7 separate regions of the Mus musculus genome follow, and regions 2, 3, 4, 5, 6 and 7 are each linked to region 1. The links are chromatin contacts, called in public ChIA-PET, Hi-C, HiChIP or PLAC-seq and promoter capture Hi-C maps. All regions are on one chromosome and are shown on one strand. Each heading gives the region's core, a stretch centred on a gene start, on an enhancer-like site or on the middle of the called end of the contact. The rest is flanking DNA. Distances are from core to core; before and after follow the strand shown. Region 1 holds the start of Fadd (Fas (TNFRSF6)-associated via death domain). Region 2 holds the start of Tnfrsf22 (tumor necrosis factor receptor superfamily, member 22). Region 3 has its middle 28 kb from the start of Mir6404. Region 4 holds the start of Dhcr7 (7-dehydrocholesterol reductase). Region 5 holds the start of Tpcn2 (two pore segment channel 2). Region 6 has its middle 35 kb from the start of Tpcn2. Region 7 holds the start of Tnfrsf26 (tumor necrosis factor receptor superfamily, member 26).

Evidence for each region. Promoter capture Hi-C pulls out the DNA fragments that hold promoters and counts their contacts. Hi-C and Micro-C count contacts between places; a contact is called where the count stands out from the background. ChIA-PET counts read pairs in DNA pulled down with a chosen protein or histone mark. HiChIP or PLAC-seq counts read pairs in DNA pulled down with a chosen protein or histone mark.
Region 2: a contact with region 1 is called in a FOXA1 HiChIP or PLAC-seq map of pancreatic cancer cells. The contact joins the promoter of Tnfrsf22 here to the promoter of Fadd in region 1. A contact is called at or near these places in 1 of 39 promoter capture datasets (pre-B cells) and 1 of 115 datasets of contacts at active chromatin or transcription factors (pancreatic cancer cells).
Region 3: a contact with region 1 is called in a Hi-C map of cortical neurons, with 8 times the contacts expected there. The contact joins the enhancer-like site here to the promoter of Fadd in region 1. A contact is called at or near these places in 7 of 39 promoter capture datasets (the 3T3-L1 cell line, 3T3-L1-derived adipocytes, the HPC-7 cell line and 3 more), 11 of 484 Hi-C or Micro-C datasets (the AML12 cell line, cerebellar granule neurons, cerebellum and 4 more) and 4 of 115 datasets of contacts at active chromatin or transcription factors (SST interneurons, astrocytes, embryonic forebrain and 1 more).
Region 4: a contact with region 1 is called in a promoter capture Hi-C map of pre-B cells, with 9 times the contacts expected there. The contact joins the promoter of Dhcr7 here to the promoter of Fadd in region 1. A contact is called at or near these places in 12 of 39 promoter capture datasets (the 3T3-L1 cell line, 3T3-L1-derived adipocytes, the C10 cell line and 8 more), 1 of 15 datasets of contacts at CTCF or cohesin (pro-B cells), 19 of 484 Hi-C or Micro-C datasets (B cells, the Ba/F3 cell line, CD4 T cells and 15 more), 12 of 115 datasets of contacts at active chromatin or transcription factors (the 230-238 cell line, the SCID.adh cell line, astrocytes and 9 more) and 3 of 9 other capture datasets (adipose tissue, embryonic stem cells and liver).
Region 5: a contact with region 1 is called in a promoter capture Hi-C map of pre-B cells, with 3 times the contacts expected there. The contact joins the promoter of Tpcn2 here to the promoter of Fadd in region 1. A contact is called at or near these places in 16 of 39 promoter capture datasets (the 3T3-L1 cell line, 3T3-L1-derived adipocytes, the C10 cell line and 9 more), 4 of 115 datasets of contacts at active chromatin or transcription factors (astrocytes, bone marrow-derived macrophages, embryonic hindbrain and 1 more) and 3 of 9 other capture datasets (adipose tissue, embryonic stem cells and liver).
Region 6: a promoter capture Hi-C map of the HPC-7 cell line shows a contact between it and region 1, with 5 times the contacts expected there. The contact joins the enhancer-like site here to the promoter of Fadd in region 1. A contact is called at or near these places in 21 of 39 promoter capture datasets (the 3T3-L1 cell line, 3T3-L1-derived adipocytes, the C10 cell line and 12 more), 3 of 15 datasets of contacts at CTCF or cohesin (the NIH/3T3 cell line, pro-B cells and stem cell-derived epiblast-like cells), 24 of 484 Hi-C or Micro-C datasets (B cells, ECoMG-derived neutrophils, the G1E-ER4 cell line and 12 more), 9 of 115 datasets of contacts at active chromatin or transcription factors (astrocytes, bone marrow-derived macrophages, embryonic forebrain and 5 more) and 1 of 9 other capture datasets (embryonic stem cells).
Region 7: an RNA polymerase II ChIA-PET map of memory CD8 T cells shows a contact between it and region 1, with 5 read pairs. The contact joins the promoter of Tnfrsf26 here to the promoter of Fadd in region 1. A contact is called at or near these places in 1 of 39 promoter capture datasets (liver) and 3 of 115 datasets of contacts at active chromatin or transcription factors (astrocytes, bone marrow-derived macrophages and memory CD8 T cells).

The regions. Positions count from the first base shown.
Region 1 is chr7:144,579,522-144,583,703 of GRCm38.p6, forward strand. Fadd (Fas (TNFRSF6)-associated via death domain) reads right to left here and starts at 2,920. Exons shown (of 2, transcript NM_010175.6): 1 at 2,583-2,920; 2 at 1-1,339. The coding sequence starts at 2,868. The coding sequence ends at 1,008.
Region 2 is chr7:143,647,994-143,651,701 of GRCm38.p6, forward strand. It overlaps Tnfrsf22 (tumor necrosis factor receptor superfamily, member 22), which reads right to left and starts at 1,671. Exons shown (of 6, transcript NM_001311145.1): 1 at 1,534-1,671. The coding sequence starts at 1,638.
Region 3 is chr7:143,903,147-143,907,102 of GRCm38.p6, forward strand. No RefSeq gene overlaps it. Among named protein-coding and RNA genes, the nearest start is that of Mir6404, 28 kb to the right of the region's middle. Within about 2 kb of position 2,690, at least 11 of the 459 cell types and tissues checked have an H3K27ac peak or open chromatin away from gene starts, as enhancers often do. A contact at or near this core is called in cerebral cortex, cortical neurons, hippocampal neurons and 1 more, where this site is marked.
Region 4 is chr7:143,820,871-143,825,017 of GRCm38.p6, forward strand. Dhcr7 (7-dehydrocholesterol reductase) reads left to right here and starts at 2,297. Exons shown (of 9, transcript NM_007856.2): 1 at 2,297-2,670. Nadsyn1 (NAD synthetase 1) reads right to left here and starts at 1,982. Exons shown (of 21, transcript NM_030221.2): 1 at 1,789-1,982; 2 at 302-362. The coding sequence starts at 1,873.
Region 5 is chr7:145,282,251-145,286,469 of GRCm38.p6, forward strand. It overlaps Tpcn2 (two pore segment channel 2), which reads right to left and starts at 1,761. Exons shown (of 25, transcript NM_146206.5): 1 at 1,601-1,761. The coding sequence starts at 1,661.
Region 6 is chr7:145,247,244-145,251,056 of GRCm38.p6, forward strand. It overlaps a transcript of Tpcn2 not described here. Among named protein-coding and RNA genes, the nearest start is that of Tpcn2, 35 kb to the right of the region's middle. Within about 2 kb of position 1,843, at least 6 of the 459 cell types and tissues checked have an H3K27ac peak or open chromatin away from gene starts, as enhancers often do. A contact at or near this core is called in the HPC-7 cell line, cerebellar granule neurons and cerebellum, where this site is marked.
Region 7 is chr7:143,625,094-143,629,230 of GRCm38.p6, forward strand. It overlaps Tnfrsf26 (tumor necrosis factor receptor superfamily, member 26), which reads right to left and starts at 2,752. Exons shown (of 8, transcript NM_175649.5): 1 at 2,705-2,752. The coding sequence starts at 2,749.

The sequences.
Region 1 (4,182 bases), core at 1,670-4,169:
ATCCTCTTCTCCAGACATGAACTTTTATTTATTTGAGATATGGTCTTTCTACTTAGTGTTCTCTATGTAGGCTAGGCTGTCCTTGAACTCATAGATCACAGAGATCCACCTGCTTCCACCTCCCTAAAAAGCTAGGATCAAAGGTATGTATTATCACACCCAGCCAAAGGTTAGAAAGCTGAGACAATGGTTTATTGGGCTCCAAGTGTGGCAGTCAGGGCCCCTGCTGGTGTGAAGGAAATCACATCACTCCATTCACAACTAGCACCCAGGGCTGTAAGCACACCTCAGTCAGCCTGATGGGAGGGATTTCTGAGGTTAGAAGGGTTCTTAATATAATAGAAATTCTTGGTGACACAAGTTATCTCCAGGTAAAGGCACTTGCTTTTGTGTGTTTGGGGAGAACATCTCATTTGTAGCTCAGGCTGCTGTAAAGTGCAGTTCTCAACTCTCAAGTGCTAGGATTTCAGAGTGAGCCACTATATGTAGGTAGGCCCAGGGCACTTGCTTACAGACCACCATGGAGGCAAGGTGCTACCCTTTAAACCACAGTCCTCACAGGGGTCTTGCACTTGTTTGAGGGTGGGGGGTCAGGAGCTGCTGTCTGATGGCCTCCAAGGATGTGAGACAGATGTCCTCTTGGCCAACTGTAAGGCAACCAAGTGATCTTAACTGAGATGGTGTCTTCCCCCAAGGAACAAGAAGAAGGCTCTCAAACTGCAGTCAGCACATGTGCCATCAGCTTCAACTTCCTTCTTGCAAGACCAGAGACCTCTTGGGGGGGTGGGGGGGAGGAGCAGTGGTGGAGAACACGACGGGGAACCTTCATGTGTTCCGAAAGCCCAGGGAGCAGAGGTTCCGTAGATACAGATATACTCCAGGAGCTGGTGGGAGGGGACCCGCCCTGGATCAGCAAGGTCTTTTTGGCACTGGGCACAAAAGGCACTTGGTGCTACATCATGGTGTGATCAAGTCCACAGTGACTCCTGAGAGGAGCTGTAGGCTTGTCAGGGTGTTTCTGAGGAAGACACAGTTGAATCCCTTAGTACTGGGGACATATTCTCACTCTTGCTCACAGATTCCTGGGCTTCTTCCACCAGGTCAGCCACCAGATTCAGCCTGCAGGTCCGCAGCGCCTTAACCAGTCCGGCCACCGAGGCGTTCTTCTTCTCAGCATTCTTCCAGACTTTCAGACTCTCCCTTACCCGCTCACTCAGACTTCGGGGGTACTTCTCCTCAATCCCATCCATCTTGGCCTCAGACACCTTCAGCTCGCGGGCCAGTCTTTTCCAGTCTCTCCCCACATTGTCACACACAATGTCAAATGCCACCTGCAGATCTAGGAGGGAAAAGAGCAGTGTGACTTGACTGAGGAGCTGGGGCAAGTCTCCCTACCGGCCACCAAGCATGGGCCTGAGCACTTCGAAGACAACATCACTTCAAAGCCACTCAGGTCCTGTGCTGACACTAAGTAGCACAGGAGCTACTTCAAGATACCCAAAGTGGCCTGATCTGCCCAGCCACATTCTCAGCCTGGGCCACAGCGAGCTATGGCTTAGAAGACTGTCAACTGAGGACTGGAGTGTCAGAGGGAAAAAGCAGGGCTGCCCTAACACCCCGCTCAATAGTGGGTTGGCCAAAGTCCCCAAAGCTACATCTTACACTGTGACCTTTGCTGGTTTGACCAGACACCACAAAAGATCTGTCTCTGTGCTACTCTGGAGCCCCTGCTTAGACACAGGCAAGGTGTAATCTCTGTAGGGAGCCCTGGGCAGTGGCTGAAGACCCTTTACTGGATTCCTGTAACAATAACAAACATTGGAATGCCTTGGAGATGTGAATACACAATCCATTTTCGTGTGGATCTTGCACACACCGGCAGTGGGAAGCTTTACTCCACAGGCCCTCCAGCTGCTTTGATGTTCTGTGTCACTGTAGACAAAGAGCAACGGTGACAACCAACCAGGAACTAAATAAACCTTTGCCCCTTTAAATGGCTTCTCGAGTATTTGTCACAAGTGATCAAGTGTCTAATATATGCTTAATCTGTATCTACATCCCAAGGCCAGCCTGGTGTTGCTCAGCTGTGGCTGCTATCCACTGTGCGTTATGGGGAGGCATAGCGCCTCCTCTCTACGCAAAACAGAAGTAACTGCCGATAACCAGACACTGCACTCTGGACCAGAGAGCACAGCCGCCGCGCAATCTTTCCTTGGCCAGGAAGGGCAGTCTTGGACACAGGCACTCCCACTACGGAAATGGTGCCGAGCAGCCGGCACACGTGACCTCTGCCCACTCTTCAACGCTACCCTCACTGGGGTTAAGATGCCTTAGTCACATTCACTTCTTAGCTGAGTTTTCCAACGAAGCACTGCAGGTCTGAGGCGAGTTAATACTGGGGTTGGGCAAGTGGCACGAACCCTTGGGTTCAACCTTGGCACTGCCAGTAAGAAACAAGACCTCCCAGCTTCCGGCTCAAGCGGTTGAAAAAAGTGGGCGTGCCCTAGAGTCCATCCCAGTCGGAGCCAGTGGAGGGTGCACTGAGGCCAGGCCTCCCCGCCCATTCCCCGCCCCCTGCCCACCTGCCTCCCCCGGGGGCGCAGCGGTCGCCGTCCCCGCCTCGAAGTCGTCCAGGCGCTGCAGTAGATCGTGTCGGCGCAGCGAGGCCAGCAACTCGCGCAGCAGCCCGGTGTGCCCGCGCTCCAGGTCGTTCTGCTCCAGCAGCACCGTGAACAGGTCCAGGCCACTCTGCACGCGCTCCAGCTTTCGTTTGCTCACGCGCTCGCGGCACAAGAACTTGAGCTCCATCAGATCGTTGCCCGACAGGCTGCCGGACAGCGAGTGCAGCAGCACCAGGAATGGGTCCATGGCAGTGGTACGCCGGGCTGCCCCTCAGCGATCCCACATAGGAAATCACCTTAGGCTTTCCCGCCCAGCGTCTCGCGGGATGTCCAAATCAGACGCATGCGCTTCGGATGTGGCTGTAACCGCTTCCGCCCGGGCTGGCATCCGCTGTTGTAGTAGCTTTGACAGCTGAGCTGCGTTGACTTCAGCTTACGCGCGCGTTTCTCACCCCGAGGCAGAACAGATCTTGTTCACCAGAAGTGTAACGTGGATCCTCTTGGGGCTCTGAGGAGCTGCGCAGCCCTACTGTGTGGGGGGGGGCTGGAAGAGCAGCTGCAGATGCCTACGGCTGCCAGATCATGTTCTATCACCGGAAAGAAGGAAAGAGAGAGAGAGAGAGAGAGAGAGAGAGAGAGAGAGAGAGAGAGAGAGAGAGAGATGGATGGAGTTACTTATGGGCTGGAGAGACAGTTCAGGGGTTAAGAGCACTGGCAATTCTTACAGAGGACCTTCACGAATTCAATTCCCAGCACTCACATGATGGCTTACAACCATCTGTAATTCCAGTTCCAGGGGCTTTGACATCCTCTTCTGGCAAGCACACTTGTGGTATGCTGACAAAATACTCGTACATATAAAAACCATTAAATATTCCTTGGTATATGTATGAGCATTTGTAGGTGGTTTAGTGCTCCTACAGGTCTTCAAGTGCCCACGGAGGACAGGAAAGGGCATGGATACCCCTAGGACTAGAGTTCCGTTTGGATGTGAACTCTTGTGTGGATCCAGGTTCTCCGTGAGAGCAACACAGTGCTCTTAACCGCCAATCCATTCCCCCAGGCCAATAATATGTATATTAAAATGAGTAGAAGAGAGGATTTGGAATATTGTCATCAGAAAAAGTTGATGTGTGCCGGAGGTTGTAGAGACACTAACTGCCCTGCTTTGAGCTTTCGTTAACAATACACTGATTCCACAGCCACACCCAAGTACTGCTCATGAGTTAAAAAGTGCCTGTTGCCCAAGCTTGAGGACCCATGCTCAGATCCTGGTGTCCACATAAAAAGACGAACAAGGAGGTGCCCATCTGAAACCCCAACTTTGGCAGAGACAGATGGATTCCTGGTGCTCAGTGGCCAGGCACTCTAGCTGAATGGCTGAGCTCCAGGTTAGTGGGGCGCAGTTATGCACAGCATACCCAGCAGGGTTGACTTATATTTTTTTAGATTGACTTATAATTCACCCATTTAAAGTTCAGTGCTTTGGTTGATTTTTGAGACAGGGTCTCACGCTGTAGCCCAGACAGACAGCTGAGGCTGTATAGAATGACAAATGGGG
Region 2 (3,708 bases), core at 421-2,920, 930 kb before region 1:
AAAGACCAAAAATCTACACACATGCCCTATTTTTTAAAATTTCAATATTCTTTGAGGATAGTCTTTTTAAAAAATATTCTTGAAAGAGATGTTATCTTCAGTCTTTTATTTTTATTTTTGACTTTTACAGGACAGTGTCTCATACACAGTCTGGCTGTTCTAGAACTCACTATAAAGATCAGACTAAACCCAAATTCACAAACATGTCTACCTCGTCTCTCAATTGCTAGAATTAAGGGCGTGCACTACCCGGCCCAGCTCATCCTCAGTCTTTCTTTGGAGTACCTTCATTTTGTGGCATTATTTGAGATGATCACCATTTTTTCTTTACAACAACCTTAAAACATCAACAACAAAAACAACCTAATATTGTCTAGATTGTTTCTGGGGATTTCTGGAGGACAAAATGCACCACTTTTCAGGCGGTGCCTGGGCAGGCATGGAGCCCCAGAGCCCTAATAGGGATGGGAAGAGATTTCAGGGTCAAGGGCCATCCCATGTGAAACCTGCCTGTGAAATATGTTCGAAGTCCCTCAAAGTGCTGGGAACTTTGAAGTCACCTCTGAGTTGCATATCCTCTGGCCCCTTGCCCAGGAGATTCCCAGGGAAGCTGGATGCCCTCTGGGTCCATTTCTGTGAAAGCTGCTCACCAGCAGCTAGCAAAGAATTACTATTAACCAGCTCCTAGGTGGTTTAAAGAAATGCTGATTACATGTAAGTGGTCTCTGACTGCTCAGATACTATCTTAGAACAATCTAAGGGTTATTTTGTTGTTGTTGTTGTTGTTATAACTAAAGATCTGAATGTGTTACAAAATGGATATCCTTACAGGTTATAAAACATAAACCTTTTTCTGCCTATTTTTGGGATGAAGACTCTTATGAGAGAAAATTGACATAAAATTAAGTTGGCTGTAACTAAAATGTCATTTACAGGATCGTCTAGGTTTTTTGTTTGGTTGTTTGGTTGGTTTTGAGACTCCTTATGTAGATCAGGCTGCCCACTAACTTAGGTTTAACTGCAGTTTATGATTAAAGAGACAAGAAGCGATCTCGGGACGAACTTAGCAGAGACCCGAAAGGCCCAGGAAAGGCATAGCCAGGCCTTCCACACAGATCCTTTTGTAGTAGTTAGTACTACACCCCAAGACCAGCCGGGCCGGACCCACCCAAGGCGCACAGTCGCGCGGGCCACTGCAGTCCGCAATGGCACTTTCCGGAGTCGCCTTCCGATGGACCGCTTTCTGATGAGAAAGGGAGGAGAGGCGTGTCCACCTTGTCCCGGAGCTCAGGGACCAACCGGACACACTTTCTCTGGCTACCCGCTTGGCCATTCCCCTGCCTCTGCTTCACCTCCTCAATCCCCCAACTCTGGACCACTTAAGAGCAGACGAAGTTCTGAAGTGTTGGTTGGCGATGCCCAGGCTGATGGCACAGCCCGCCATCAGTTCACCGCCGGCAGTAGCTTTCCTCTGCAGTCCGGGGATCCGGTGCCCAGAGCGAGTCTCAGCTCCGCAGGGCCATATCTACTCACCTGCAAGGGCAGATTCAGCAGCAGCAGCAGCAGCAGCAGCAGCAGCCGCCGCCAAAGGAACCAGCGACTCAGACTGGACACCAAGCTGCAGAAGAAGCCAAACATGGCCGAGTGCAAGCACGCCGCTGCTGCTCAGCTGGGAGGAGCTGCTGTGGTGGCCACGCCTCTCCTCAGCGGATTGGTTCCTGTATGGTTGCCTTATCTCGTGGGCGGGTCCAGCGCCACCACTCTTGCCTTCCCACCACAATCAGTGCTCAGTAATATCTAGTTTTCTATAAATAACGTAATTTTAAATGCCTATGACGTTATTAACAGAATCATATTTGTTATAAACAGCAAGTTAAAGTCGAATTCTCTGCCTTCGTTTGTTTTTCATTACGGTATACTGCTCTTTATTATAAGTTAATTAAAAATTTTCCTGGACCTGAGTGGAGGGAGAGGCATGAACTATTGTTGGAATCGTTATAAAAGTCAGACTGCAGCAGACTGTAAACCTTCTCAAAAGCAACAAACAAAAAGAGGAAGATAAGCTACAACACACACTGTCTTAGCTCAACACGGAGAAGTTTGAAGTAACTCTATCCCTGTAGCGTTCCTGTGAGTGTTCACTGGTCAATGGTCTGGAGCAGCAGCTGAAGGCTTCACTGTCAGGGTCTGAGGGGCTGTGTGGGACTCGCTGACTCTGAGGACCTCAAAATATCCAGGACTGGTAGGCACTCTTCCAGTTCTGGGGTTGGGGGGTGTGTGTCGGGGGAGGAGGGCTGTATGAACATCCCTGGACTGTGAGTCCCTCACCTCTTCTTCCTTTCACTGTGTTTAGCTCCACTGTGTGTGCCAATCCAAGCTCATGGGACACAGGACATTTAAGCCAAGTCTACTAGCCTAACACAGGAAGTAGAACGCTTATTTCTCTAGGGAACTTGGGTTGGTTCATCTGTTCCACCCGGCCCCTCCAGGTATTCGAAAAAGTGGCCCACTACCAGCCCCATCCATCTCCCTTCCAAATGCCACTTCCTCTTTAAAATGAGGGAGGACTCAGAGTCCTGGATTTCAATGGCTGCCCCAAAGAAGAGGAGCGTGACTTCAGGCACCTGGTACTCTTTAAATCATCTCTTGCCTCTCTCCCTAGGGCCAGGGAGTGGAGCCTGTGCCCATCTGCCCTCACCTAGGCTGGGGAGTGGGGGCGGCCAATTCCTTGGCCAGCCTGATCCTCTTCTATTTCTTGTCTTCCCTCAGGCTGGTGTCTGCTCAGGAGTAAACCAAATCAAAACACAAACAAGTGTTTAGAAAGTTTGGTTAGTTCAACACGCTGAACTGTCCCCCACCCTTGGGAAGCAGAGGGAAAGTAGAGGAAGGGAAGAGGAGAGGAGTGTGCACTTGTGGATGCTGTTGTCCCACCAGTCTCTGAGTAGCTCGGGAGCAGGGGGAGGCTAGTGGCTTTCCTTTTCTGCATACAGTTTACAGATCTGCCTTGTCCCACACTGTAGGTGGAGGGGAGGTGAAAAGAAGAGGCCTGTCTACCCTGGGCTAGATATTTGTGCTCCAGGTCCTTCTCTGCCCTCTGCCCTTTGCTCCTTTAAAACATTTATTTTAAAATGTGTGTGTGTGCATGTGTGTGTGCGTGTGTGTGTGTGTGTGTGTGTGTGTGTGCGCGCGCGCCCGCGCGAGCGTCCGTGCGCACAGGTGCCTCCAGAGGCTCGAGGTGACATATCTCCAATAGCTTGAGATACACATGGCTGTAATCTGCTTGATATGAATCTGGAGATCAAACTGGTGTTCTCTGTAAGATCATAGCATCCTCTTAATGGCTGTATCATCTCTTCAGCCATTTCTACCCTTGCTCTTTAAGGTGGGATGGAGGTGCCAGAGGCTGGACTCAGTTGGTCCCTCAACCTAGGGGAAAAATCAGGGTCCCGGTACTCAGGTGGGCAAGAAGTTGGCCAGTGGCAAACAGACACAAACACAAGAGAGTTTTGTATCTGAATGTAATTTCTCAAAGTGACCAACAGATTTATATTACAGAAGAAAACAAGGAAGTTAGGGGACACATCAGCCAAGGTACATTGAAGTCATCTGATGCATAATGACAAAAAACAGAGAAATACATACATAAAAGACTAGCAGGAACCAGGCAGTGATTACAACTGAGATAAAAGCAGCCCTATCTAAAGTCAG
Region 3 (3,956 bases), core at 1,440-3,939, 680 kb before region 1:
ATGAATAAGTATATGTCTGTCTGTCTCTATATATGTAGATATATGTATATAAATATGCATGAGCATTGTAAAAATTGATGAAACAGGTGGTCAGGCCCAGCCAGAGAGAGTACGTGTGGCTGTGTGCCTAACCTTCATCTTGTTTTCCTTTTTATTTCCTCTCTGGCTCAGGAAGAGTTAACAAACTCTGACTCTCTTGCCTGGCTAGCCCAGGGATCCTTGAACCAGAAAGAAAAGATCCCAGGTAAGTAAGCCTTTTCCTTAATTTCCTCCTGCTATAAGCAGGAGTTAAATTTCCAAAAGCCAGCAGCTTTTGGCCACAAACTAGCAATGAGTTAAAGAAAGAGTTAAATTGCCAAATGGATTTTGGCCATGCAATCGACCCCATACCCTCCTTTCACTGTCTTCCTCTGGGAACTGGATGCTGGGAAATCCTTGGCAGAGTGTTTATTTGGATGTATATTTATACACTATATAGGTGCAGTGTCCATTGAGGCCAGAAAACAATATGACAGATCCCTGCAACTGGAGATACAGGTGGTTGTGAGCTACCATGCTGGGTAATGAACCTGGGTCCTCTGGAAGAGCAGCTGGTGCTTTTAAGCCCTGAGCCATCTCTCTATCCCCTTGTCTTGAAATGCTTTGTGTACACACATACATATGTGTACATGTGCATATGCATGAATGAGTGTGTGTGTAGGCTAGTGTTGGTGTCAAGTGCCTTCCTCAGCCACTTTCTTATGTGAATATCTCTCTCTCTCTCTCTCTCTCTCTCTCTCTCTCTCTCTCTCACACACACACACACACACACACACACACACACCAGATGACACCAGTGAGAGACAGTGGAAGGCTGCCAGGGTGGCTGTTTCAGGGACCTAAGTGGACATTAGCCTTGCTTGATCCCTGGGCCTCTCTGCACAAGTGAGGGTAACAGGCTTGACTTCAAAGCCTGTATCCTGCTGTCAGTAACATCCCTGTGACATTTAACCACCAACAACCATGTCCAGATGTCAGCCATTGTATTTGATGGGGGAAGGGGCGGGCAGGAGATGCGCAGGTACCACCTTCACAGCACAGGTGCTGTTTTTGTGTAATATCTTTGCTCACAGTGGTAAGGGTCAGTTGAGAGCCCCTTTGCTGGAGTGAGGATATCTATGAGTGCAGATCTGAGGATGGCAACTATGGTAGTTACACTTGGTTATCAACTTGGCCCACTGAGAAGCAGGAACTTCAATTGAGGAATTACCTCCATCAGATTGGCTTATGGGAATGTCTGGAACTTTTTTTTAAATTATTGCTGGTGTGGAAAAGCCCAGCCCATTGTGAGTGGTGTCATACTTGGTTTGGTGGTGGGTCTGGGCTATATGAGAAAGCTGGTTCAATGTGAGCCTTGGATCAAGTCAGTAAGCAGCATTCTTCCATGGCCTCTGTTTCAGTTCCTGCTTCCAGGTTCCTGCCTTGACTTCCCTTGATGATGGACCATAACCTATAAGCCAAACAGACCCTTTCCTCCCAAAGTTTCTTTTGATATTGATGTTTTATCACAACAACAGATGCCAAACTAGGACAAGGACCCACTGGGACCCAGCATTGCTGATCACAGTTCCAAGACAAACTGACACAGACACCTGAGGTCCCATGTAACAGCTTTTTCTAGACCCCAAACCTGAGCATCCCCTCTCTGCAGAAGACTTTCAGGCAAACATCCAGGTACTATAGCCAGGGCACCCAGGGCAGGTTGCTCTAGTGGAGCCAGGCTGTGATGGTTCATGTGTGGCCCTGAGCCAAACTTCACCTTGTGGCCTCACTGGTGAGTGGGGGGTGGTGAGATTATCCCACTGAGAATAAGGGCCACACCAGAATTGGCTTGTGATATCTTACTGCTATTAGAGGAGTCTGGCTCAGGCTTAGAGACTCCACAGGGCTGCTTGCTCCCACCCAACTGTGGCCCAGCTCATGCTAAAGCCCATGGGTTGCAGTGCACTCTCCCAACCCCCACCCACTCCCACTCAGAGCCAGAACTCAACAGAAGTCCACTCAAGAGTCTACAATGCAGGAAGTGGGGACAAACCTTTCAGATACCCTGATCCTCTATGAGTTTGGGCTCAAGGTCCCCAGGACTGTGCAGCCACTTGGGCTGCAGAGGCAGGCAGAGAGCCTCCTGCCATGGCCATCTGCATCCATGTGCCTCTGCACAGCTAAGTGCCTTTGGGAGCTGGGAGAGGGATGAGCGGAGGTCCACCATCTGTCCCTCTCTGTCCATGGGGAAGCTTCAAAGCTGCCAGCTAGGCCAGGATGTCCAGCTGTTCCCCTCAGGAGAAAGTCCAGCATAGTCTGTAGAGCTGGCTCCCACAGCTGTGATGGGGCCTTGAGGGACCTGTAGGCTTCTGGCTGATCTTTACTTTAGAAGATAAACATGCTGATCATGGAGAAAGGGAACATACACCCTTCACCCTCCAGCTTGCCTCTGTTGGCAGAGCCATGCTTCTGAGCAGCTTCAGGCTGAATGATGGCTAAGGAGGATCTGGAGCAGGGTACCACAGCCCCTGTTGCCCTAGTATACTGCACAGCTCACCAACTGGAAGCTCCTCCCTCAAGCTGGCAGGCCAGCTGATTGGTGGCATTGACAGAATACACCAAGTGGGAGGCATGGATGCCAATTCCAAACCTCTCCACTGCGTGGGCAGCTGTCTAGTTACTAAGACACTCGCTCCTCTCATATTGGAACCCTCCCGGTTTCCTTGCCTCCTGTCCTTAGGAGCTGCCTGCTAAGTCTTGTAGCTTTCTTAAGCCCTTCCATCCCTCTTGCTGCTGTAGACTGCTTTAACTCCTCAGGGACACACTTGAGGCACACTGGATTCCACAGACTGTATAACATCCTGACCCTGAGTACTACCACCCAGCCCACATGTCCGAATGTTTGCAACACCTCAATCCTCTGCTCCAGTGTACCATTGCCTAGCCTCTGGGTGATCTAGGAACTCACGTCCTGGTGTTCTTTTCCTCAAAACTAGGAGTGGTACTTGGTGAAGAACCCTTGCTGGTTCCCATCACAGGATTTAGAGTGGCACGGTATGGTGTTCTGGCTGGTTTTGTGTGTCAACTTGACATAGGCTGGAGTTATCACAGAGAAAGGAGCTTCAGTTGAGAAAATGCCTGCATGAGATCCAGTGATAAGGCATTTACTTAATTAGTGAACAAATGGGGAGGGCCCATTGTGGGTGGTGCCATTCCTGGGCTGGTAGTCTTGGGTTCTATAAGAAAGCAAGCTGAGCAAGCCAGGGGAAGCAAACCAGTGAATAACATCTCTCCATGGCCTCTGCATCAGCTCCTGCTTCCTGACCTGCTTGAGTTCCAGTCCTGACTTCCTCTGGTGATCAACAACAATGTGGAAAGTGTAAGCTAATAAACCCTTTCCTCTCCAACTTGCTTCTTGGTCATGATGTTTGTACAGGAATAGAAACCCTGACTAAGACATATGGCAAACAAGAAGTTCAGGTCTTACCCTTCTTGGCAGCCCTGGGAATAGACACTGGGGAAGAGGACTGACCACTTCCCTAAGTATTATCAGTTTTGCTCTAAGTTCATCCAGGATCTCGAACAGGTGGCTCAGATCATCCTCACCCTGTGGGACCAAGCAGACTCACTGGCTGCCACAGTGCTAAAACACCATCGAGGATCAGATCTACTAACAGTAGAGAGAGGTGGTCTTTGCCTTTTCCTTAGGAAGGAGTGTTGCTTTTCTGTCAGCCAGTTGGGTATAGTAAAAAATAAGATCCAACAGCTCCAGATGGGTCTCCAAAAACATAAGAAACAGCTCCACGCCTCTCGCCAGTAGATAGCTGTCAGCCCGGTATGAAATTCTTAACCCTCTGTCTCCTTTTTGTGACACCCTGCCTCCTAAACTTCTTGTCTAGATTTCTTCAACAACAGATCCAAAAGATGTCCTACCA
Region 4 (4,147 bases), core at 1,047-3,546, 760 kb before region 1:
AGTCTGCCTCTAAACACCATCACCCTGGGATGGAAGAATGTTGGCGGGACATTGAAACCTCAGCATCAGGGAAGGTGAGGCAGGTTGGCTTTATGTTCAACCTCACTCCCCTATTGAACCATGAGGAAGCCTGAAGTTATCCAGCTTCCCCAACCCGCCCGGAACAAGGCCCACTCTCAAGCTGCTGCCATCCTAAATGCATCTTCTTGCTCTCAGTTCTGCCCCATTTCTTCCCATCTTTTGTTCCACTACCTGCCCTCCAAAGGGTGGGGGTTGGGGCTGCCGGTGTGCTTAGCCATACCATATTTCTAGTTCTGGTCCAAGCCTGTATCTTGCACCTTTGCCTTTGGCAATTTGAATACCTATATGGAGAGAGAGGGAGGGAGAAGGATTCAGCAGCTAGGATACATTAAAAGGTAGAAAAAGCAGGCTGCTGTGGTAGATACAGCCAAAGCCAGGCTCCAACCAACTACAGCCCTTTCTGTTAATAGCAGAGGACAACAGGCACCTATACCCACGTGTAGGTATTCAGAAACAGGGAGGGTAGGGTGACCTTAGTACTAGGAGGGTAAGCCACACCTTAATGGATAATCATTAAGCAGACACCCAAATTGGCTATAAGGAAAAGCTGTAGACAGGATGTGAAGGCTTCCATCCCTAGGTTGGTGTCAGCATCCAGCACCCAGGTTGAGAGCTGCTGCCAACATGCAGGCAAGGCAGCCCATCTTCACCGCAAAGACATAGACTCTGACCACAAAATCAGGTCAAAAATTACTTTAAAAAATAAAAACGCCTGGGCTAGCCAGATGTCTCCGTAGGTAAAGTCACTCGTTGGTAAGCCTGACAAGTCTGAGTTCACTTAGACCAGTGGTTCTCAACCATCCTAATACCATGGCCCTTCAATACAGCTCCTCATGTTGTGGTGACCGTCTGCCCCCTCCCCCAACTAATTTTGCTGTTATAAACCATAATGTAAATATCTGAGAGGCTCGATATCTGATATTTGACCCTTGCCCAAGAGTCATTTGGCCCTCACAGGGGTTGTGGCTCACAGGTTGAGAACTGCTCACTCAGACCCACAAGGTGGAAGAGGACAGCTGACTCCTGCAGGTTGTCCTCTGACCTCCACATGCACATTATGGCGTGCATATGTACATGAAATAAATAATACATTTGGGTTTTTCTTGTTGTTTTGCTTGTTTCTTGTTTTTCCTATTTAGCCTTCCTGCAGAGGCTTCCAGCACGGATAACCTGAGGTGAGCAGTCTGCAGCTGGGCACAGAGTATCCCCAGTTCTATCTTCTGGGGGCAATGATGAGCTGACCTGAATGTCAACAATACAGGTATATGGAACGCCAACACCCTTCTCTGACCTGAGACCTCTTCTGGCTTCAGTATGCCTTCTCCCAATGCCAATCCATGAGGAATGTCCTCAGGAGCCCTAGAACACGGATCTCTAGTCTTTGCAAACGCCTAGATCTCAATGAAACAGTTCCAAGAATGCGCAGCCCTGCCCCAGGTAACCTTAGAGAGACCCACCAGATCCTAGAGGATGGATGAGGGCAGTGTCTGCCTGGCTGGCAGGGCACTCCTATTTCCACTCTTGCCTTGCTTCCTCACATGTCCCCCAAATTAGGAAGTCGCCCTGAAAGCTCACCAAGCATTACCCTTCTATCTGTTCCCACGCCCAGCGCTGTGAGTCTCTCCTGGGCAAAGCTGGCCTGGACTGCCATGTCCTACCCATTGTGGACTTTGACTTCTTCCTGTCTCCCGCCACCCCAAAACTCACTCTTTAAAATCCTCTGGAAATTGCCCTCAAAGTCCAGGGCCCACTGATTGAGTGCACAGGTGGCCACGGTCACTTTCCGGCCCATGCTGGTTACAGGTTCCAGGCTGGGACGGTGTAATAACGGAGACCACAGGGAAGATACTAGCCGGACTGTCCGGTCTACGCCTGCGTAGCTTGGTTTCCTAGAGGCCCCTCCCCACGGCTCGCCATAGCCCCGCCCCTCTGCCGTCATAGCCCAGCTTCTGCACCGCCTCCAGAACTGCGCCGGCGCAGACCGTGTCTTACCCGGAAGCCCCGTCCTTTCGCCCTCCACAGCCACACCCCTTCTCACTTTCGCAGTGCGCGCCCTTCCGTGAGACCCCGCCCCCGCGGAGATCCTGCACAAAGCGCACCCTTTAAAGTAGGGCCCTAAGGAGCGCCTGCGCAGTAAGGTTGTCTCAGCGTCCCGCTGTTGCCCAAGGTCAGAGCGTCCTGGATCATTTCCTTTGCCATCTGAGCGACTTTTGATAGGTCATGAAAGGCTTGTTTTCTGCCACCAAAAGTAATGTCAGGTTTGCTTTCTGTCGCTGTGATGAACACGTGGCAAAAAGCAGCTGGGGAGGAAAAGGGCTCACTTCACCTTATAGCTCATAGTCTGTAATGAAGGGAAGTTGAGGCAGGAACTGAAGCAGAGACCAAAGAGGACTTCTGCCCACTGGCTTGCTTGAAGGCTTACTCAGCCTGTTTTTTTTTTTTTTTTGCACCACTGAGGACCACCAGCCAGGGGTAGCGCCACCCACAGTGGGCCAAGGCCGTCACATCAATCATCGGTTATGAAAATGCTCCACAGACAAGCACAGGCCAGTCTGATGGAAGGGATCTCTCAAAGTTTCCACTTCGCAGGTGTGTTCAGTTAATTTGTGTCAATTTTGTCAGTAGGAGCTCACAGAGAGCTCACAGAGGGAATGGGTGTGTCCTGCTTCTTTGGCTCACAGCAGTCTGGATTCCCTGTGCATCAACCTGAGCCCTTTCTCATTCCTGTCCCTTTTGCGTTTGGGTAACACCAATCAAAGTAGATACAACTTTTTTTTTCCATTTTTTATTAGGTATTTAGCTCATTTACATTTCCAATGCTATACCAAAAGTCCCCCATACCCACCCACCCCCAATCCCCTACCCACCCACTCCCCCTTTTTGGCCCTGGCGTTCCCCTGTACTGGGGCATATAAAGCTTGCGTGTCCAATGGGCCTCTCTTTCCAGTGATGGCCGACTAGGCCATCTTTTGATACATATGCAGCTAGAGTCAAGAGCTCCGGGGTACTGGTTAGTTCATAATGTTGTTCCGCCTATAGGGTTGCAGATCCCTTTAGCTCCTTGGCTACTTTCTCTAGCTCCTCCATTGGGAGCCCTGTGATCCATCCATTAGCTGACTGTGAGCATCCACTTCTGTGTTTGCTAGGCCCCGGCATAGTCTCACAAGAGACAGCTACATCTGGGTCCTTTCGATAAAATCTTGCTAGTGTATTGTAGTGGCTATTCCTGGTTGTCAACTTGACAATATTTGGAATGAACTACAATTCGGAATTGGAAGGCTCACCAGTGACCCTTATCTGGAGGCTTGGAGATCCTTATCTGGATCTTGGTTTGAAGATCTTGAGCCATAGTGGCTATGGATTCCAGAAGATTTAATCTCCGAGTTAAGGAACACACCTTTAATCTGGGCTATGCCTTTCATTTGGGATTAAAGGTGTGGTGGAACACACCTTTAATCTGGGCTACACCTTTTGCTGGAGACAATATAAGGACATTGGAAGAAGGGAGTCTAGCTCTTGCTCTTGCTCCTTTGCCTGCTTGCTGCGTGAGACTGAGTAACTGCTAGATCCTTGGACTTCCATTCACAGCTGCGACTGAACAATTGTTGGGAATTCGGCTGCCGACTGTAAGTCATCAATAAATTCCTTTACTATTTAGAGATTATCCATAAGTTCTGTGACTCTAGAGAACCCTGACTAATACATGTATGCAATGGTGTCAGCCACTATGTTCATAGCAGCCTTATTTATAATAGCCAGAAGCTGGAAAGAACCCAGATGCCCCTCAACAGAGGAATGGATACAGAAAATGTGGTACATCTACACAATGGAGTACTACTCAGCTATTAAAAAGAATGAATTTATGAAATTTCTAGCCAAATGGATGGACCTGGAGGGCATCATCCTGAGTGAGGTAACACATTCACAAAGGAACTCACACAATATGTACTCACTGATAAGTGGATATTAGCCCAAAACCTAGGATACCCAAGATATAAGATACAATTTCCTAAACACATGAAACTCAAGAAAAATGAAGACTGAAGTGTGGACACTATGCCCCTCC
Region 5 (4,219 bases), core at 511-3,010, 700 kb after region 1:
TTGCACAAGTCCTTCACCTTTCTGCACAGGTTCCTCCCCGATTTTCCCATCAGTACCCACAGATGACGGTCCTCCACTTTGCAGTTAGCCCACAAAGCCTATAAACAGCCTCCCCCTCTTTTACAGCAGTCAGGAACAAGATAAAAACCACTCTGTGAAACCTTTGACAGGGGCCAGTCAGGTGGGCCTGGTTTAGCAGGACACATCTGTAGGGACCCCTGGGATCCTTGGGAAGGCAGGCCTGCAGCAATATCTACCCCCTCTGAGAGTTTGACCACAGGTCAGCCAAACTCAGAGCGGAGATTCTCACCCACTGGATGCTGACCTGGAGACTGAAAGGTTCATTCTCATAGACAGCCCAGTCTAGGAGATGCAAATACAGAGTGTTGTCTGGGTTCTCAACAGCCCTACCCAAAACCACAGTGTTTGGAAAAAGACCCTCCAGAGTTTCTCATCCAACACTGCCCAGCCTTCCCAGAGAGTGAGTCTCTTGTGTGACAATGCCCAGCATTGAGTCTTGCCTCCACAGAGAAAGCTAAACCTGTCGCTTGTCCACTCTGCAGGGACAAGGCTTAGAAGCAGCATGGCACTGCTATCATGGACATCTGTTAAGACCCACGCACTGGATGCCACAAAATCTCTCTTTGGATCCTCAAAATGTGTCCCCTACCCCACCAGTCTGTTACTACCCCTTGTATTGAAACTCCAGCTAAGTAACCCGACGAAGACCCACACTCAGCAACTGGCAGCCCCAGAAAGGTTCCAGATGCCTAACACCAAGTATGTGTCCCCTGAACCATATGCCCTGTCCCTGACGAGTGGTTTCAGCAGAGAGGGAGGAGTAGGTGGACATGTGGTCACCTCAGTGTCTAGCTTCCTCGTCTCCTATTACGGACCCTATGTCCTCACTCTTCAGTGAAAAGGCACGGGCTATGGGTAGACAGGGGCCAGTGTGCCAACCCAGTCTGCTCCCAAACAGGGAGGAAAGGAAGTTCAGAAAGGGAAGTTTGAATGACCAGGCCACCAGCACACACAGGGCAGTGACCACACCAGAAGGCAGGGCTGTGACCTTAGGTAGGTCAGAGGTGAGGAGGGCACAACTCACTCTGTCTCTCTCTCCCTCTTCCCCTCTCCCCCTCCCCTCTCTCTGCCTAGGTTTGCTCATCTGGAAAATGAGAAGAATATCCTCCTGCCTGTCAGCCAGCATCCTCTGGAGATGACTGGGAGGCTAACTCCACTCTCCCTGGGCTCAGCAATGTCCCTGACCAAGGAAGGGAAAAGGAAAGAAGGCTCCGAAGCACTTAAGAAAACAAGGAAGGAAGTCTCCCTGGCCTTAGGTTACCAGCTTCAGCCCTTAGCAGCCAAAGCAGTGCTCCAAAGTCGCTCTCAGAGGATGTTCGGCCACTCACTGCCTGGGGACCATGGGCTGGAGCACGCTTTTCTCCCTAATGAGGAAGAAGCTAGAGTGGTGCTGTAACCCCAACACTTGGAAGGCCAAATCAAGAGGATCTGGAGTTCAAGGTCAGCCTGGCTACTTGAGACCCTGTCTCAAAAAGTAAGGAAAAAAGAAAAGTAAAACTGAAAGTGACACCTCACTCACCGGAGTGGACCTGGCCACTGCCTCGGTCCCGGCCCAGAAGGGGCTGCTCTTCTGCCGCCATCCCACCAATGTAACAGGCCGGACCTGGTCCCAGCCGCGAGAGCCAGGCGTTCCGGAGGAGGAGCTCTGTGATGACTCCCAGCAACAGCCAATGAGAACGGAGAAATCCCTCTGGAAGGCGGAAGCAACAAGCCCCTCCCCCAATGGGTGGCGCTCCGCTTCTCTGCAGCACCTAGTGGCAGAAGGCAAAGAAGCTAAGGCTATCAAGGAAGTTTTTCAATCAATGCAAATGACTACTATTCCGTCCCAGCTCTAGGAATGTCAGAAGGAATCTCTTCTTGTGAGAGAGTGGGTGAGTGAGTGAGTGAGTGAGTGAGTGAGTGAGTGAGTGAGTGAGTGAGTGAGTGAGTGAATAACTGACTGAGTGAATGAATGAATAACTGACTGATTGATTGAGGGACTTACTGACTGACTGACTGACTTAGTGACTGTCTGAGTGACTGACTGAATGTGTAACTGACTGACTGAGTTTGCTTGCTTGCTTGCTTGCTTGCTTGCTTTTTATTTCCAGAGCCTTATAAGACGCCAGGCAAGCTCTCAACCCCTGCTACACCCAAAGCCCAGAAGTGTTTAAGCAAGCATTTTGTGTGACTCAAAGCCCAGAAGTGTTTAAGCAAGCATTTTGCGTGACTCTGACGCATGTGAGTACTGTGAACAAGGGAGTGACCACAGAGGTCATGCCCCACAAAAATGAATCTTGAATTTCTCCAGAAATTAAACAAACTAAAGCTTGAAACTGGGTATGTTGATGCACAGACATGGAATCCCAGTACTACAGGTAGCAGAGACCTGAGGATTGATGTCAGTCTGGGAACAGCCTACTACTAGTTAATTCCAGGAGAAGGAGAGAGAGAGAGAGAGAGAGAGAGAGAGAGAGAGAGAGAGAGAGAGAGAGAGAGAGAGAGAGAGAGAGAGAGAGAGAGAGAGCTGTAATCTGTTGCCTGGAGATCAGAAGTCCAAAGATAGGACTATCTCTTGAGGCCTCAGAAGGCTGAAATCAGAGTATGGTCACTCTACTGGGATCTTTTTAATTTTTTCTTTTATTATTATTGTTGTTGTTATGTGTGTATACGTATGTGTTCATGTGTATGTGCGTGTCTGTGTATATATACAAGTGCAGGCAGGTTCAGACATACCACATAGTACTTGAAGGTCAGAGGACAACTTTCAGGAGTCGGTTCCAGGGACTGAACTCAGGTTTTCAGATTTACATGACAAATACATTTCACCATTGAACCCTGTCTTCAGCCACATTGTGAGATATTCTTCAGAGATGGAGGAAAAAACCCACCGTGGACCCATCAAGGAGACAGGCTGAGTTAATTTTCTTGAAGCTTGGCCTGAGATCCATGCTTCCTCACTTGCTAGGCGTGCCTGGGGTGCCTGAGACGGTTCCCAGCTCCTGGGATCACTATATCCCTCCCCCCCCACCCCCATTTCACAGCTGGCAAGCACAGATTGGATGCTCAGATTCCAAATGCACCACCTCCACATTTGACGCAAGACTTCCTGCTCTCTGACTCTCCTTTGCCCATCTCTACAGGTTTGTCCCCTGGGGAAGGCAGTTAAGGCACATATATCAGCCGGGTGGTGCTGGCTCAGAGCCTTTAATCCCAGGACTCAGGAGGCAGAGGCAGACAGATCTCTAAAAGTTTGAGCCTTGTCTAGAGTTCTAAGACAGCATGGGCTACACACAGAGAAACCCTGTTTGGAAAAACAAAAGGCAACCAAACAAAAAGCCACCACCTAAGACCTAAGGCTTACCGTGTTCAAGGCCAGCACAGCAGGGTGGAGCCACTCACAGTTCTGTACTGAGGTTACTCCTTGTCTCACGCCCCATTCATCTGGAGATACTAAAACTAGGTACGCTGTTTTCAAACTGACAATAGTTTACAGTTCTATAGTATTTATTTATCTATCTATTTATTTATTTCAAACTTTATGTTCTGTGTCTGAGTATTTTGTCGGCATGCGTGTGCATCATGTGCCTAGTGCATCCAGAGATCAGACAGAGACACTGGACCCTTGAGTAGCCCATGCTGGCCTCAATTTACAATCCTCCTGCCTGGATTCAGGGTAATCTCTGTCTCTTTAAAATGTATTTTATTTATTCATTTTGACGTGTGTGTGTGTGTGTGTGTGTGTGTGTGTGTGTGTGTGTGTGTATGTAATTTAAAAAAAAAACCTATCTAATTTAATATAAGCACGATCACAATGGGTAAAAGTCTTATATAGCCCAGGCTAGTGAGGTAGTTCGAAGGTGAAGACGCTTGCCATCAGTCTGAAAACCTAAAGCCCACCCCCAGAACCCATATTCCGTGTGGAAGAAGGAGAGAACCAGCTCCTGAAAGTGGTCACCTGACCCCTACTACACACACACACACACACACACACACTCACATACACACACACACACACACACACTCACATACACACACACACACACATACACGCATACAAAATAATAAATAAATCTAACTCCGTTTTAGAGATCATATTTTCTGGGGGCTGGAGCGTTGTCTCCGTGGCTAAGAGCACTTGATCTTCCAAAGGACCTGG
Region 6 (3,813 bases), core at 593-3,092, 670 kb after region 1:
CCAGTGAACCTGGCTTAGAGATCCAACAGCTACATGGTGCCTCACAGTTGTCTTGTATTTCAGTTCCAGGGAATCCAGTGTCATCTTCTGATCTCCAAGAACACTGCATGCATGTGGTACAGACATACATTCAGGCTAAACACCTATACACTCTGTCTTAAAAAGAGACTGAACAGAGTAAACAGATCAGCACCAGATCCTGGTTCTCATGCCCTCAATCTACCAGAGAATGTTAAGGGACAGGGGAGGGATGCCCTCCAACACTAAGCCCAAGGGACGCCACAGCAGCAGAATTGAGTGTGGGCTAGGCTAGGTTGAGTTATGTTGCCATCCAATGATGAGAACACCCTTGGCTTCCCGGATTTGGAGAAGGGGAGAGCAAGGACATAGAGATGAATTATTCTAGGACCCAACAAAGGCACCAGGACAGTATATGGGTGTCTGGTAGGTCTGGGGACAGACAGGCACTACATCAGTGTCTGATCAGGCATGGGGAGAAGCCCAAGGTCCCAAAGGCAGCTTGTCAACACCTGCCATCTTCATCCCCTGGGAAGCAAGGCCTCTGCCCCAAACTATCTCTCACAAATGCAGGTGCCCTGAGAGGTAAGGGTTTCCAGGAGGTGCAGAGGAGAAGGGCAACAGCTTCAGGTCCTGCCAAGAGCCTTGCAGAGCTGGGGTAATCACTTAGACAGTGCAGTACTTGCTGGTAAGCTTGAGGACTTGAGTCCAACCCCAGAATCCATGTTAAAATAAGGAATGACAAGCTCATGCTTGCCCCAGCACAGGGAAAGGAAAGCCTGCTGGTGAGTTCCAGGCTAGTGGGAGACCCTATCTCACAAACAAGGTAGATGGCTCCTGAGGAGTAGACATCTGAGGTTATTCTCTGGCCTCCACATGCGTGTACACACATACATATGTACGCACATGTGCTCATACATGTGAAGCACACACACACACACACACACACTATTACAGTGCTCATTATCAAGACAACAGAGTCCTATTCTTTTAGTAATCACAAATGGCTGGAGTTCACGCTGATCATGTGCATGAAGCCCTGGATTTAATCTCAAGCACTAGATATGATTTTTTTAAAATGGCGTAATGGGATTAAACATTGATGCCTCACAAAGAGCTGAGGCCCTTAGGGGCAGGCTGACAACCATCATGAGCCAACATGCTTGTCACCAGGGGAAAGGGGAGCCTTTTGCATCCTGCAGTCAGCCTGAGTTTGGTGAGACCACCACGGATTAACCCTAACAAATGCCCAGGGCTCACCCCATCTAGGCCACACAGCATCCGCAGCCGCAGCCGCAGCAGTCCCTCTTCTCTCTGGCTTCAGTTTCCCTACCTGAAAAACAGTGGTTTTGGTTTCTCAGGGGTCTCCAAAATGAAGGATGCTCTAGGCCTGAGGAAACTATTGGTCAAGAATTGCCATCCCTAAGTGCAAGAGGTGCCTCCCTCAACCCGGTCCAAGACTGGCCCTTGTTCTCTTCCGTGGCAAGCAGAACTCATGCAAGACCACCAGGCAGAGTGGGGTCTCCCCTGCAGCAGAGCCCATCAGCCTGGCCGGTCCTGGGCTCTAAGTACAACAGATGGTCGCTAATGGCTCCCAGCCCTGGGTAGGGAGTAAGGAGACAGTGGACCCCAGAAGAAGGTTTAGCCACTCCAGAGCCTTTTCACCCACCCCTATCCAGTCTCTTGGCGCCCCTCCCCCACCATCAGGGAAGCTAACAGTCTACTAGTTACCAAAGCCTTGAAACCTGGGAGCTGCCCTGCAGGAAGTCCCTGGTCTAGGTTGGGCTTCTCACTATCTACCACTTCCTCCAGAAGAGGGATAGACAGGAGACATGGTCTGCATATCTAAGACCAAGGCAGGAAGCGAGTGGGCCCAGACCTTGACCACCTCATGCATGCAGCTTCAGATGGTGGCTTAGCTGTGGGATTCAAGTTCTGCCCAGCAGCTCTTAGGAGTCCTTCTCTGCCCCTGCACATGGCTCTCTGCCCCTGCACATGACATGCTCCAACCAGGTTCTTCATGGAGAAGAGGGTTTCCTGCTAGAACCCCGCTGGCCAAGTATCCCATCCCAACTCCATGGAGATGGGGCGACAACAGCACCAGGGTACTGCTCTTCCCTGAATCCACCCAAGGGGACCATTTGTGTCACCTGAGCTGTGGGGAAGCGCCTGAGTTAACTGTGCTCCTCCAGGGCTGCTTTTGAGAATAAAAGCAACCACAACTGTGGACGTTCCTCCTGTTGACTAAAAACAAGGAAAGGCAAAGAGGGGGAAGGAGGGGGCCCAGTTCAGCTCTAGGAACAGCCCCTCATCTACCCTCACAATCAGAAGCTTTGAGACAGGGCCCAGAACTATGTCCATAGAGTCCTCCTGGTAAGTGCCAGGCCTTGAACTCCGGGTTCAGTGAGGTAGTGTTCTTCACCTGTCCACCATAGAAGCTGTGGCGATGCATCCCTCAGCTGTGGCGAAAAGAAGAGTCCACAGCTGTGAGTGTGGTTCTGTTGGTGGTGTGTTTGTCTAGTGTGCATGATGCCTGGATTTGGTCCGAGCACTACACGAGCTGGGCCTGGTGGCACAGGATTGCAATACCAACGTTAGGGAGGCAAAAGACGAAAGGCCGGAAGTTCAAGGTCACCCTCAGAAAAAGGGTGAGTACAAGACCAGCCCCGGGTTATGTGAGAACCCCCACCTCCCATTAAAGGCCAAAGGATCAGGGCCAAGGAGGCAGGGAGGAAGGCCTGGCTCACCTAGAGACAGGTGCTGCTGGGGCCCCAGTCCCTGCCTGGATTAGCCAACTGCTGTAGGGCAGGAGGCAGCCAGGTGCCCCACAGGTGTGTGCCGCACTCCTGCCTGGTGAGGCTCTGACTGAATGACCCAGAAGAAAAGCCCAGACCCCCAAAGTGTGATTAGAGGGCAGGGTGATGCCCGCCTGCTGCCCCCAGCTTCTGCTGGCCACTTTGATGTGAGGCGCGTCACCCGAGCCCCACGCCTCCTCTAACGTTTAAGAGCAGTGGTGTGCCCAGGCCCCACGGGCTTTCTTTCTGAAGCAAGGTGCTGTTCTAACCTGTGAATAAAAACCACCAATTATCTCCAAGGCTGGAAACTTAATCTGGGCTGCATTAGGGACAAGAGCCTACTCCTAGGAGGAGCAGACTAAGACCACATCAAACGCCCGGCTCCTGGGCCCCAGCAACAGAGCAAGCATCAGTCCTGGATTCCAGCCAGCCACCTACAGGAGGAGGCCATCAGGAAGCAACGGGAAGATGGCCCAGTGGCTACCATCTGCTCTTGCAGGTGACAGTGCAAAAGAGAACAGTGGCCACCACTGTGCTCTCTCTCTCTCTCTCTCTCTCTCTCTCTCTCACACACACACACACACACAGTGGACCACATATCTACTCCAACCCCACCTGGCCACCCTGACCCTACCCAGCTGCTACCCCAACACTCTCCCCTGCCACCACCTCCGTTCCAGGCCCTGTTCACCCACACTCCACCACCCCTGCTCATGATGACTGGATCTTCACCTCAGCCTCAGCAGTGGACTCAGTACCACCCAGCACCTCTGTGACCCACCTTCTGTCATGTTAATGTTCCACATAATACAGCACATGTAAGAAAGTCAAACATGAACATGCACCAGGCCCAGAACACGAGGCACCCACACCCCTTTCTCTCCATCCTTGTCTCCCCACGAAATGATTACCCCTTTTGGTCACCTCCTATGGCACCTGGACAGGGGTTCTCTTGTGGGCCCCAGAGTTACAGGCATCTCAGTAGCCCTAGGGTATGACT
Region 7 (4,137 bases), core at 1,502-4,001, 950 kb before region 1:
TACAATCACAAGGGCAAGATGCATGTGGCAAAAACTTATTTATCCACAGAGGCATATGAATAAGTAACAGTCATTGTGATGAATAGTCTGAAGCGAGCTCACTCCTATCTGCTATACCTGGGAGGGACATGAAAATACATTCCAAAACCAGTTTCCTGTTTTTGAAGAAACTGGGGTCACAAGACTCTTGTCTTGTTTTTTTGGAGTTTTCTCACAAGTACTCAGAATCTTCACATAGCTCTCTTCTTTGATCACATCCTGACAAACATGACTCAGTGACCACCCATGCAAACACATACAGTAACCATCTCTACTTGGCATGTTCCTACTAACTCGCTCTTGGCCTCTGTAATCTGCTCATGCAGACGTTCAGGACACCTTGACGACCTAATCTTAGCAGATCAAAACATCTCTAGGCTTGCAAGTGCAGATACTCAAAGACTTCTCGCAATTTTTGCCTTTAAAAGCCCTTCTTTCTGGGGCTGGAGAGATGGATCAGCAGTTAAGACCACTTCCAGAGGACCTGGGTTCAGTTCCCAGTGACCACATGACAGCTACAATTGTCTGGAACTCCAGTTCCAGGGGCTGTTGATACCCTCATTCAGACATACATGCAGTCAAAAAAAATTTTAAATGAACATAAAATTCAATATATATATACACAAACACATATATACCTATATACACATATGTGTACATACATATATGTGTGTGTGTGTGTGTGTGTATGCCTTTCTTTTTTTTTTTTGTTTTTGTTTTTGTTTTTCAAGACAGGGTTTCTCTGTATAGCCCTGGCTGTCCTGGAACTCACTTTGTAGACCAGGCTGGCCTCAAACTCAGAAATCTGCCTGCCTCTGTCTCCCAAGTGCTGGAATTAAAGGCATGCACCACCACACCCGGCTATATATACCCTTTCTTTACCACTCAGTTTGCATGGAAATCTTAGAGATTGTTTTCCTGTTAACATTAATCAATAAATATTTTAATTATAGCTGTATTGACTCTGTGCTCTTTCGCCAGAGGTCAGGAACTTCATAAGCCTGAGAAAGTGCCCAGAATCACATGCTCATCCATGCAAGTCCCTTAGGGAGAGAGCTGAGCACATTTCTTAGCCTGTGGACACTTGACACCTTTGGAGGTTCACAAAAACCCAGAGGTAGCTGAGGACCACTGACTGAAGGCCAGCCACTTGGAAGGCACTATTTTCTAGAAGAGAGAATCTCTCTCTTTTTTTTTTTTTTTCTCAACAGACAGTGGGAGGAAGGTGTCACTGTTTCAGGCTACTTTCACTCTTGTTTGGTGTGAGGTTAAGCGAGAGTCAGACTGCTTCTGTCAGCTTCTATCACAAACCAGCTACATTAGCAGTTCAAAACAACAGCAATTTTGAGACAGTGTTCTATAATCTGGGCTCCCTATGTAGCTGAGGACGACTTTGAACTACTTATCCTCCCAAGTACTGGGATTACAGGCCTATGCATCCCACACCAGGCTGACAGCACAATTTTGAGGGGAAAAAACCTCACACTTGAAAAATGCCAACTTTTGTAGTCAAGGCTTGGCGGCTCAGGCCTGGGATTCCAATTGTCACGAAGCTGAGGTATGAAGACCAGGCTGGGAGCCCAGTCTGGGCTATATAATATCTGCCTCAAAAGAGGGAGGAGGAATGGACTGGCAAGATGCTTTAGAGGGAAAGGTGCTTGCTAGCCAGCCTGATAACCTAACGTTGATTCCTGGGAGCCACATGGTTGAAGGACAGAACCAACTCTTGACCCCCCAATAAATAAGTAAAATAACGAAAAATTATTAAAAATAAAAACTAGTGGCTGGAAGTATGACTCCGTAGTTAAGAGCACTTGTTCTTGCAAAGGACAGCACCCACATGGTAGCTTACAATAATCAGTAACTCTAGATCTAGGGAGTCTGATACCCACTAGCTTCCACAGGCACTCTACATAGGTATACAGTCTCTCTCTCTCTCTCTCTCTCTCTCTCTCTCTCTCTCTCTCTCTCTCACACACACGCACACCATACATATAATTAAAATAAAAGACAAATGTTTATAAGGTAAGACGGAACAAGAGACTCTCAGAAAATGATGAAACCATTTTTGTAGAAAAGTTAGCAAGGCATGTTGGATCATGCATTTCATCTCAGTACTCAGGAGGCAGATGTAGATGGGTATTTGTGAATTTGAGTTTGAGGACAGGCTAGTCTACACAGTGAGTTCTAGGACAGCCAGAATTACTAGTCTCAAAAAAAGAAAAAAAACAAAGAAGAGAGAGAGAGAGAGAGAGAGAGAGAGAGAGAAAGAAAGGAGGAGGAGGAAAGAAAGAAAGAAAGAAAGAAAGAAAGAAAGAAAGGAAGGAGAGGAGAGGAGAGGAGAGGAGAGGAGAGGAGAGGAGAGGAGAGGAGAGGAGAGGAGAGGAGAGGAGAGGAGAGGAGAGGAGAGGAGAGGAGAAGAGGAAAGAGAAAAGTTAAATGGGGGGGGGGGGTTCCACTGCTTTGTAACAAGAAAAGATAAAGATATAAAACCAACTCCTTCTCTGTTAAATCCCCTCACCCCATTCTCCACCTCCACCATACAGGAAAGGAGCTGAGAAAGGAGACCCAGCCTTATCACTAAACAAGATCCTGTGTACTGCTGTGACCATGATAGCCTGCTGGGGCTCCGCTATGGTTCCCACACACTTGTGCCTCTACTCACCCTCAGAAGCAGCCCCAGCAGTAGCAGAAGTCGCAGCCTGGTCATGATAAAAAAAAAAAAAAAAAAAAAAAAAAAGGTAGGACAAGGCAGAGCCGAGAGAGATGCTTGAGGAGTTGTGAGGACTAGCCTGCTGCAGTCCAGATGCTGCCTTGCCAGCGAGGCAAAAAAAAAAAAAAAAAAAAAAAAACCAAAAACAAAAAAAAACCACCCCCTGCTTCCGGTCCAAAGAAAGACTGACTTCCTTGCTCAATTGAGCTGTTAGTGTTTTGAAAGTTTACAGAGAAGTTCTTCAAAATCTCTCAGGGCTCCACTGGCACTAAGCAGCAGCAAAAGGCACTTCAGCGTCAAGAAGTCTGAAAGCTGAGGCAGCTTAAGCGATGCGTGCATGCATTGACCAATGAACTAGACCAGGACTGTGGGTCAGCCATAAAGAGGAAGGAGAGCCTCATATACGTTAGGCGTCCCTACAGAGCCCTAGGCCACAAGGAGCTGGATGGTCTCAAAAGGACAAAGAGCTTATGCATCTACTTCTGAGAACCCTAGAGTCTCAGGCCTACTGAAGCAGAAAGCAGAATGAAACACCTAGACTGGAGAGGGACGGACAGTGAGTAAGTAGCTCATGGGGTTACAGTTTTATTTCAGTAAGATTGGAAAGTTCTGAAGGTGGATGGGTGGACTTGGCTTGATTGCAAAAGTCTATATGATATGTCTTTGGGAGCTGGTGGCTAGGGATGTGACTCAGTTGGTAGAATGATACCTGGCATGCATCCCCTGCGTTCCACCCCTACCATGGCTACCCAGTCACTGATAGTACACACCTGTAATCCTAGCACAAAGGAAATGTCTGTAGGAGGCTCAAAACCTCAAGGTCATCCTCAGCTGAGGTCCAGACCAGCCTGGGCTATGTGAAACCCTGATCAAACACAAACAACAAAAATGAAACAAAAACCAAGAAACCTAGCCTACTCAGCATGCTCCAGAGATCATATCTCAACAAAACAAGGTGGAGGAACTCAGTGGTTAAAAATGCTTACTGTTAGTGCTAGAGAGTTGCTTCAGTAGTTATTGTTATGAAGTGAATGAAAAAAAAAAAAAGAAATGGAAAGGAAAAGAACTCCTAGGTATGGTGGAAGAGAAAGTCTATGGTTGGTATGTGGGAGAGCACAGAGACAGCTGAGAGAGTCCAGAGTGGACCAGACTGAGCTGGGCCATGTGGGGAGAGGGACCTCAGGTCCTGAGTTTGCTATTCAACACTCACAAATCAATACTGCAGGTAGCAGAGACCTCCACCAATCAATCAATATAGGCATCATAGACCCCCAACAACCAATACTTCAGGCAGCAGAGACGACCCCCTCTGACACACACAAGCCTAGAGCTGCCCTAGGGGGAGACAGGGTTTCTCTGTATAGTCCTGGCTGTTCTGGATCTCA